Linked DNA regions of Mus musculus: region 2 is linked to region 1. Evidence: chromatin contacts called from public Micro-C data. All regions are on one chromosome and are shown on one strand. Each heading gives the region's core, a stretch centred on a gene start, on an enhancer-like site or on the middle of the called end of the contact. The rest is flanking DNA. Distances are from core to core; before and after follow the strand shown.

Region 1 (3,869 bases), core at 789-3,288:
AGCTAAGGCCACGTGACCAGCTGCAGACACGATTATAATGGACACAGTGTTTCTGTCGTATTTTGCTAAGAATGTGAACACATATGAACATATACACTAAGCAGACATTTTGCTTTCTTCCATTTCTCTAATGTAATATAACATAGGTTGAGATAATATTAGTGATTATTATCATATTTACGTCATGAAACTCTAAAAGACTAAGCATCCCTCAAGGGACATTGCCATCTAGTCTAAAATATATAACTAATTAGTGATTGTATGTGGCTAGTTATATCATGTTGGGCAGAATTATGACCTAGTTATTGTTTTTATTTGGAAGTTAAGGGTGATATAAGGCAAGGTGACTGTGTGTCAGGTTGTCAAGGGGTGGATGTGTGGTGGTAAATCTTGGTATCAACTTAAACACAAGGGGGGCACCTTGTGAGGACACCCTAGGAATCCTCTGGACTCTGGCAACAGCATACATGGGATCTAAAAATAAATCCAGTGGCTGGGGAGATGGCTCAGTCAGTATAACACTCGCCTCACAAGCACGAAGACCCTTGTTCCATCCACAGAACCTCTGTGAGGAGGAGGCAGGTATGGAGGAGCAGCACACGATGGCCCGAATGTGAAACTCCAGCACTGGGGAGGTAGAAACAAGCCAATGCCTGGAGCTGCTGGCCACCGAAACAGCAACCTCAGGTTCAGTGAGACACCCTGTCTCAAAACCCAAGGCGGAATAGCACCCAAGGAATGACACTGAGGAATAACACCCAAGGTTAACTTATGGCTTTCACATATAAATGTGAGTGAACACACACACACACACACACACTTCTGCTTAGCCTGACTAGTTCAGTCAGGATCTCCTGGACTAATGCTGGGATGACCCTCTATCCTGGTTCTATGGTTGGGATCCCATATGCTCTAAGTCATTTACCCTTGCTCCCCTTATACAGCAGCAAGGTGTAATAAGTGTGAACAAATACAGACGACTATTCAAATACATTCAAATTGTTCCTGGGACTTTCGTGTTATGAAAAAGCGCAGGCTTTCCAGGTTTGTAAGAGTCCTCACAAAGGACTCAGAAAAAAAAAAAATGCCCAAAGGACACATGGACCTCTTCCCTGGCCACCCTGCCTTCTGACTCCTCTAGATGGAAGCACAGCTCTGCAAAGGCTGTGTGACTTTGGGTGATCTTTGGAACCTGGCTGGACTCTAGTATCAGAAAATCTGAGAAGATACTACTTATTGGCAATAGATATTAGCACTAAGGTCTTATCAGTATGGATTAGCATTAAAGTACAGAGTAAGTATGTACCATGTGACTGATGCAGGTATAAGGCAAACCAAAACCAAAACACAGTTCTTTCTTTCTTTTCTTTCCTTTTTAAAGTAAGTGTGTGTGTGTGTGTGTGTGTGTGTGTGTGTGTGTGTGTGTGTGTGTGCTTGCATATACGAGGAGGTCAGAGGGTAGGTAACTTGCAGAACACTTCTCTCCCTCCACTATGCAGGTTTGAGAATCAAACTCAGGTGGTGAGGCTGGGCATCAAACCTGTCTCCTGTCCTGCAAAAACTATCATTATCGCTTTGCACCAGCTCTCCCAGGTCTCAGATCCAACACTACCTCGTCAGACACCCTACAGTTTGGGGCAGGACTCTGAGGATCATCCTTTGGAAGATCAACCTGTACTCCTTCATTCAGCTTCCTTTCAGAACATCTGCTGGTGGGAATCTTTGTTTTTGAGACAGTCTATGTAGCCCAGACTAGTCTTGAACTCATGACTCCAGCCTCGGGATCAGAGGCAGTCATCACCACCCTTCTCTGTTCGTAGTCCCGTTTTACCAGACTGTGAGCTTGAATAACAGGCAAGAGAACCTCCACACTATCAACTGCATTCCCAGCCCTTAGGCTCCTGTCTAGTGCTTAGTAGGTACTCTACAGAGGTTTACAAGACAGCACAGCGGCAGACAGCTAGGGGCCACTTCCGCCCGAGCCTGCCACGCCGCCAGCGGGACTCGTTGGGGGTGGGGCCGGGCGAAGGGAGGGCCGGGCGGTGGGGCTGCAAGCCTTCCTCCAGCAACTTCCCAGTAAGTGCGGGATCAGATGCAGCCACCGCCCCGGAACCAGGCCTTCCCCGTTCTGCCTTCCAGGAGGGGGCCCAGGAGTAGCCCTCGGGAGTGCAGTCTCCCGCAAGTCCCGAAGTCCCTCTGGCCACCCGACGTCGAACCAGGCGGAGGCTGGGAGGGGGCCGCCCTCCCCGCGAGGCTCCAGACTCCGGCATTTCCTCCCGGCTGCCCGGCGCGGCCTTCCCCTCCGAAAGAAGAAAATCCCGGGACCCGAGTAACCCGGCCGATCGCCCCTGTGCACAGCTGTGGCGGAGCCAGGAGGGCCGCCCAGGGTAGGGTAGGAGTCCGGGGCAGAAGCCAGCCCAGGGCAGCGCGGCTGGGACTGAGCGGGACAGGGACAGGGCGCGGTCAGGGGCCGGAGCGAGCTGCGCGGGCGGCGCCTGGAAGGGGAACTTGAGCTAAGAGTGGAGGCAGAGCAGCGGGGCTGCTGGCCCCGGCGCTGCGAGCGGGGAGCCTCCTTCAAGGCCAAGGACACGGGGGCCTCGGGGCCTCCGGGACGCTGCGCGCATGCTGGGCAGGGGACACCACCCGGGCTCGCGCCCTGGGCCGCCCGGTCTCCCGGCATGTCCGTGCGGTACACGCTCAACCTGCGGGTCTTCTGGCCCTTGGTGACCGGGCTGTGCACGGCGCTGGTGTGCCTCTACCATGCCCTACGCAGCAGCGAGGATGCCCGGGCCGAGTCCCCCGACGGCGCAGACAGCGGTTTCCCGTTGCTCAAGGTGGCCATCCTTCTTCTCCTCGGCTACATCCTCCTACGATGTCGCCACGCCATCCGCCAGCGCCTGTTGCCAGGCTCTTCCCGCCCGCGTGGTCATGCCAACTTCTCAGCCAGATCCTTGCAAGAGCCAGGCCTGAGCATCTTACTGGAGAGTTACTATGAGCACGAAGTGCGCCTGTCGCCGCATGTGCTAGGTCACAGCAAGGCACATGTGAGCCGGATTGTGGGGGAACTAGTGCAAGCTGGCCGGGCCCGAGGGTCTCCAGGCCTCATCACCGGGGGAGCACTGGCTTTGGCCTTCCGGGGAGACTTCATCCAGGTGGGCAGCGCCTATGAACAGCATAAAATCCGCCGACCCGACAGCTTCGACGTGTTGGTGCCACTGCGACTCCCGCCGCAGGTGGCGCTGGAGCCGCGGAGCCTGGGGACCGAACCCTCGCTGACCCCAGCCTTCCGCAGCTGCTTCGTGTGCGCCCTCAAGGCACCACCCTCGCCATCGGGGGCCTCGACGGGCCAGTGGCATCGCGACTGCAAACCCTTCGCTGAAGGCTTCTGTGTGGATGTGCAGGGCCGTCGCCACCTCTCAGCTACCCTGGTACTGCGCTGGTTCCAGGCGCACCTACAGCGCTCCTTGGCCACTGTGCGCTACAGCTTGGAGGGTCGCTGTCGGGTCAGCCTGACCCCAGGCAGTCTGGAGCAGCCCCCCACCCTCCACATCCTTCCTTGCCGCACGGACTATGGCTGCTGCCGCCTTTCCATGGCCGTGCGCCTCATCCCTGCTGTCCACCTGGGTGATGGCGTCTTCCTTGTGGCACCACCACCACCACCCTCGCCTAGCGGGGCCCTGTCAGAGCTCCCGGGTGGCCTGCGCGCCGAGGCTCTGTGGGGTGTGAACACAGCACGTCAGGAGCAGAAACTGCTGGGCTGGCTTCAGGAACGGGCGCCTCCAGGTGCCTGCTATCTCAAGTGCCTGCAGCTGCTTAAGGCTCTTCGAGACTTGGGTGCCCGCGGGCTGGACCCGATGGCTGCTACACAC
Region 2 (3,869 bases), core at 429-2,928, 100 kb before region 1:
CTGGAGGGGAGATTAGCATATGAAAGAAGCCAGTTGGCGGAAGGCCTGGGAACTCCTCCCTCACCAGGGCTATGAGGAACAAACCAAGCTCACCCAAGGCACTCTCCCGAGAGGAGAGGCCTTAGAGACTCACCACACTCCCAGGTGGGGGTCCATCAGCACCTCTACTTTTTTCTCACCCTGGTCCAATTATTTGTTCTGGGACTTACGAACCTAGAAAGCTCAGCGGGTCCTCTCTAGACTCAGATTTACATATAACTCTGAGCTCAGTGCCCTGCCTCTGCCTCTTAGATCTGAGCTGAACAGAGATGACTAAGATTCTTTGTGTAGCCTAACTGTAAGGCTCCTAACCAACTCCAGAGCCTGCCTGTATTCTCCCCTGTGAACTCTAGTGTTGCCAGAGAGCCTTGCACAGTCATTTAGGAAGAAGGAGCCCTAATACCTGCTGCCCCTCACTGAGTGGGCCTCCTTCCTAGATGGTATCTGTCACCTGATCTATCTGCAGTGACAGTTTCATCAGCTCAGCCTAGATAGAAACCTCCTTAACTCCCTGTGGTGGCTAGTCGCCACAGTCGTCCTGATTGGAGTTCGAATCACCTCATGATTAATGAGACATTCCATCCTGCTGTGTGTGTGACAGATTGCTCACAGTTAGATACTGCAGGTTCTGACCTTGTATTTTGATGAATTCCCATCTAGATGGCACCCCTGGGAGGAAGCAGGGGTGGACGCGAGATGCTCTGCCCTCACCTCTTTCTTGCTACCATCCCTCTCTCTGCTTCTTGGCCAGCATGATAGAAGTTGGACCAACGCCTCTGAAATCTGGAATAAACTAAGTCCTCCCTCCTCCAATCTGCTCAGAGCAACTTAACTAATACAGCTCTAATATTCTGTCCTGGTAATTTCCTATCAGCAACCTCCAGCCTGCTCCTTGGTTATAGCTCCCAGATACCCAGGTCACATTAGGAGTCAAACCCACACCTCTCCCTGTCTGCACAATCCAGGTCCAGCTAATGCTTTTTTTAAACAGAGGAACAGATACCACTGATATAGGAAGAGAGTCAGGTTTGGTCATGCAGACCCATGATCCCTGAACTCTGGTGGCTTGAAGCAGGAATATTTTAAGTTTAAAGCCTGCCTGGGTTACCTAGCAAGCTCTTATCTAAAAGAGGAAAGAAGGAAAGGGGAGAAAATAGATGAGAGAGCAGAAGCACAGAGAGGCTTAGTAACAAGCCTTGGATCGCACAGCCAGTGAGTGAAGAACCATTTGCTGATCCAAGGCTGTCTCATTTTTCACTCTCTCTCTCTCTGGAAATGACAGCTTACCATGAGAAAGTTGGAATGATGACATACCAGAACAGCATGGTCCTCCCAAAAGGAGCCCTTGGAGCTCAACAGCCTTATAACAAATACCCACGAGGGCAGCTGCTGAGTGTGTGTGCTGGTGTCCTGCTGTCTGTCTGCAACAATAGCCAAAGGGAACTTTCCCTTCCCCCACTCACAGCGTTCTGGGCAGCAGCGTCTAGGCCATGAGCCACCTCAGAGAAACTTTGGCTCTCATCAGGATTCATCTCCTGCCTCGGAGATTTCAGCCAAGTCCTCCCTAGAGACAGAGAGTAGTCAGAACTCAGAGCAGGACAGTGTAGCAGGGCTGATGGGAATGGGTACAGGCGGAAGTCATTACCTCCGTAGGAGGGAAATGTTTTCCAGATGGACCGGAAGTACATCTGTGGGGGACCTTGGGAAGTGAGGAGGCCAGAGTGTGGAAGAGAGGAGGGACACTCCTTCTGTCTGTCCTGAGGAATCATGGTGGACACCCCATAGTAAAAGGCCACTTACCATGAGAAAAGTATGCCAGCTTACTCTACCAAATTCTGCTATATGGAAGAGTCCAGTGCTCCGTTAGGCTCAAGTACACACTGTGAAAGTGACAGAGGCACAGAAAGCCCACCAGAGAGCACTCACCCAGCACACGAGGAGGCACCAGGTTTCATTAGGGTTGGTGGTGTGAGTTCCTGCCAAAGCACTGCCTGGGAGGCTGAGGCAGGGGAATCTAGCTTGAGGCAAGGATAAACTGCATAATGAGATCTGTCTCAAAACAAAAAGAGCCAGGAATACAGCTTCATTAGTAATTTATCCAGCATGAAAGAATCCTGGGGTTTGAGCCCCACACTCATAAAACAGAATGGCAGTGTACACCTGCAACCCCAGCACTTAGGAAGCAGAGGCAGGTAGGTTAGAAGTTCAAGATCATTCATAGTGGATTTGATGGGATGGATACATGGGATGCATGAGACTCTGACTCCTTCCCTTTCCACTTCTCAAAAACAAAACAAAACAAACACGCCAGTTGTTATAAAAAGATTATTAAGAAAAAAAGGGTATAAGAATATGTTTTATGGGGGGTGTGGTGAGGTATGGGGAAGGGGACGCCTTGACAGGCTCATGCCAAGGCATCCCTTCTCCTTGAGGGACCAGCCACATGATGGTATAGTGTAGAATAGAGTTTATTTAGGGCATGGGGAGGAGAGTCAAGAGGGTAGTAGAGACAGAGAGAGACACAGAGAGAGAGAGAGAGAGAGAGAGAGAGTATAGAAGTAGAGGCTGGCCATGGCCACGTGGGGAAATGGAGGAAGGGAATGCAGAGAGAGGGAGAGCAAGAGGCAAGAGAAGAGAGACAAGAGAGAGGGGAGGGGGCAAGCAGCCCCTTTTATAGTGGGCCAGGCCTACCTGGCTTTTGCCAGCTAACTGTGGGGGGTGGAGTCCCGACAGAATTCCAATACCAGTAAAATGAATGAATGAGTAATAGTTATTGAGCAATCTCTGAGAGAAAGAGTCTCCCCTCCTCCATCCATTAATTCCCACAAGCCTAATGAACTTCTTGGTGATCTGCCATGACCACAGACCATTCCTACCATGGGACTTACGTTCTGTTGTACTGGGGTAGGCTGACAGCCACAATAATGCCACAATTACCAGGAAGGCAAGCTGTTAAAGAATGGTAAATGCCACAAGAGAAGGAGGCCTAGAGAAGAGGGTCAAGGGTCAAGGAGGGTAGGGAATGCATGCAGGTCTGCCAGGAAAAAGGCCAGGTGTGTTATTTGTCTTATTGCTGTGGTCAAAATGTATAACAATGAAGGAGGAAAGAGTTGCTTGGGCTCATGGTTTCAAAGGGATTTCAGCCCACCACGGTAGACTGGCATGGTAGACTGACACGGTAGACTGGCACGGTAGACTGGCATGGTAGGCTGGCATGGTAGGCTGGCATGGTAGACTAGACTGGCATGGTAGACTAGACTGGCATGGTAGACTGGCATGGTAGACTGGCATGTAGTGGTAGGAGGGAGTAGCTCAGTCACGTAGTGATTGTCTTAGTTAGGGTTTTACTGCTGTGAGCAGACACCATGACCAAGGCAACTCTTATAAAGGACAATATTTAACTGGGGCTATCTTACAGGTTTAGAGGTTCAGTCCATTATCATGAAGGTGGGAGCATGGTAGCATCCAGGCAGGCATGGTACAGGAGAAGCTGAGAGGCTACATCTTCATCTGACAGCTGCTTGCTACAAGAAAGCTTGTTTCCAGGCAGCTAGGATAAGGATTTTTTTTTTTTTTTTTTGAGACAGGGTTTCTCTGTGTAGCCCTGGCTGTCCTGAAACTCACTTTGTAGACGAGGCTGGCCTCGAACTCAGAAATCCGCCTGCCTCTGCCTCCCAAGTGCTGGGATTAAAGGCTTATGCCATCTTGCTCGGCTTAGGATAAGGATCTTAAAGCTCATGACCACAGTGACACACATATTTCAACAGGGCCACAATTCCTAATAGTGCCAATCTCTGGGCCAAGCATCTTCAACCCACCACACAATGGAT

Evidence for each region. A called contact is a pair of places that touch in the nucleus more often than the background predicts.
Region 2: a Micro-C map of embryonic stem cells shows a contact between it and region 1, with 2.0 times the contacts expected there. The contact joins the promoter of B230311B06Rik here to the promoter of Itpripl2 in region 1. A contact is called at or near these places in 5 of 39 promoter capture datasets (the 3T3-L1 cell line, the C10 cell line, hippocampal neurons and 2 more), 7 of 484 Hi-C or Micro-C datasets (Sertoli cells, embryonic stem cells, muscle stem cells and 1 more), 2 of 115 datasets of contacts at active chromatin or transcription factors (epiblast stem cells and pancreatic cancer cells) and 1 of 9 other capture datasets (pancreatic islet).

The regions. Positions count from the first base shown.
Region 1 is chr7:118,490,144-118,494,012 of GRCm38.p6, reverse strand. It overlaps Itpripl2 (inositol 1,4,5-triphosphate receptor interacting protein-like 2), which reads left to right and starts at 2,038. Exons shown (of 1, transcript NM_001033380.3): 1 at 2,038-3,869. The coding sequence starts at 2,679.
Region 2 is chr7:118,590,094-118,593,962 of GRCm38.p6, reverse strand. It overlaps B230311B06Rik (RIKEN cDNA B230311B06 gene), which reads right to left and starts at 1,678. Exons shown (of 2, transcript NR_169121.1): 1 at 1,503-1,678.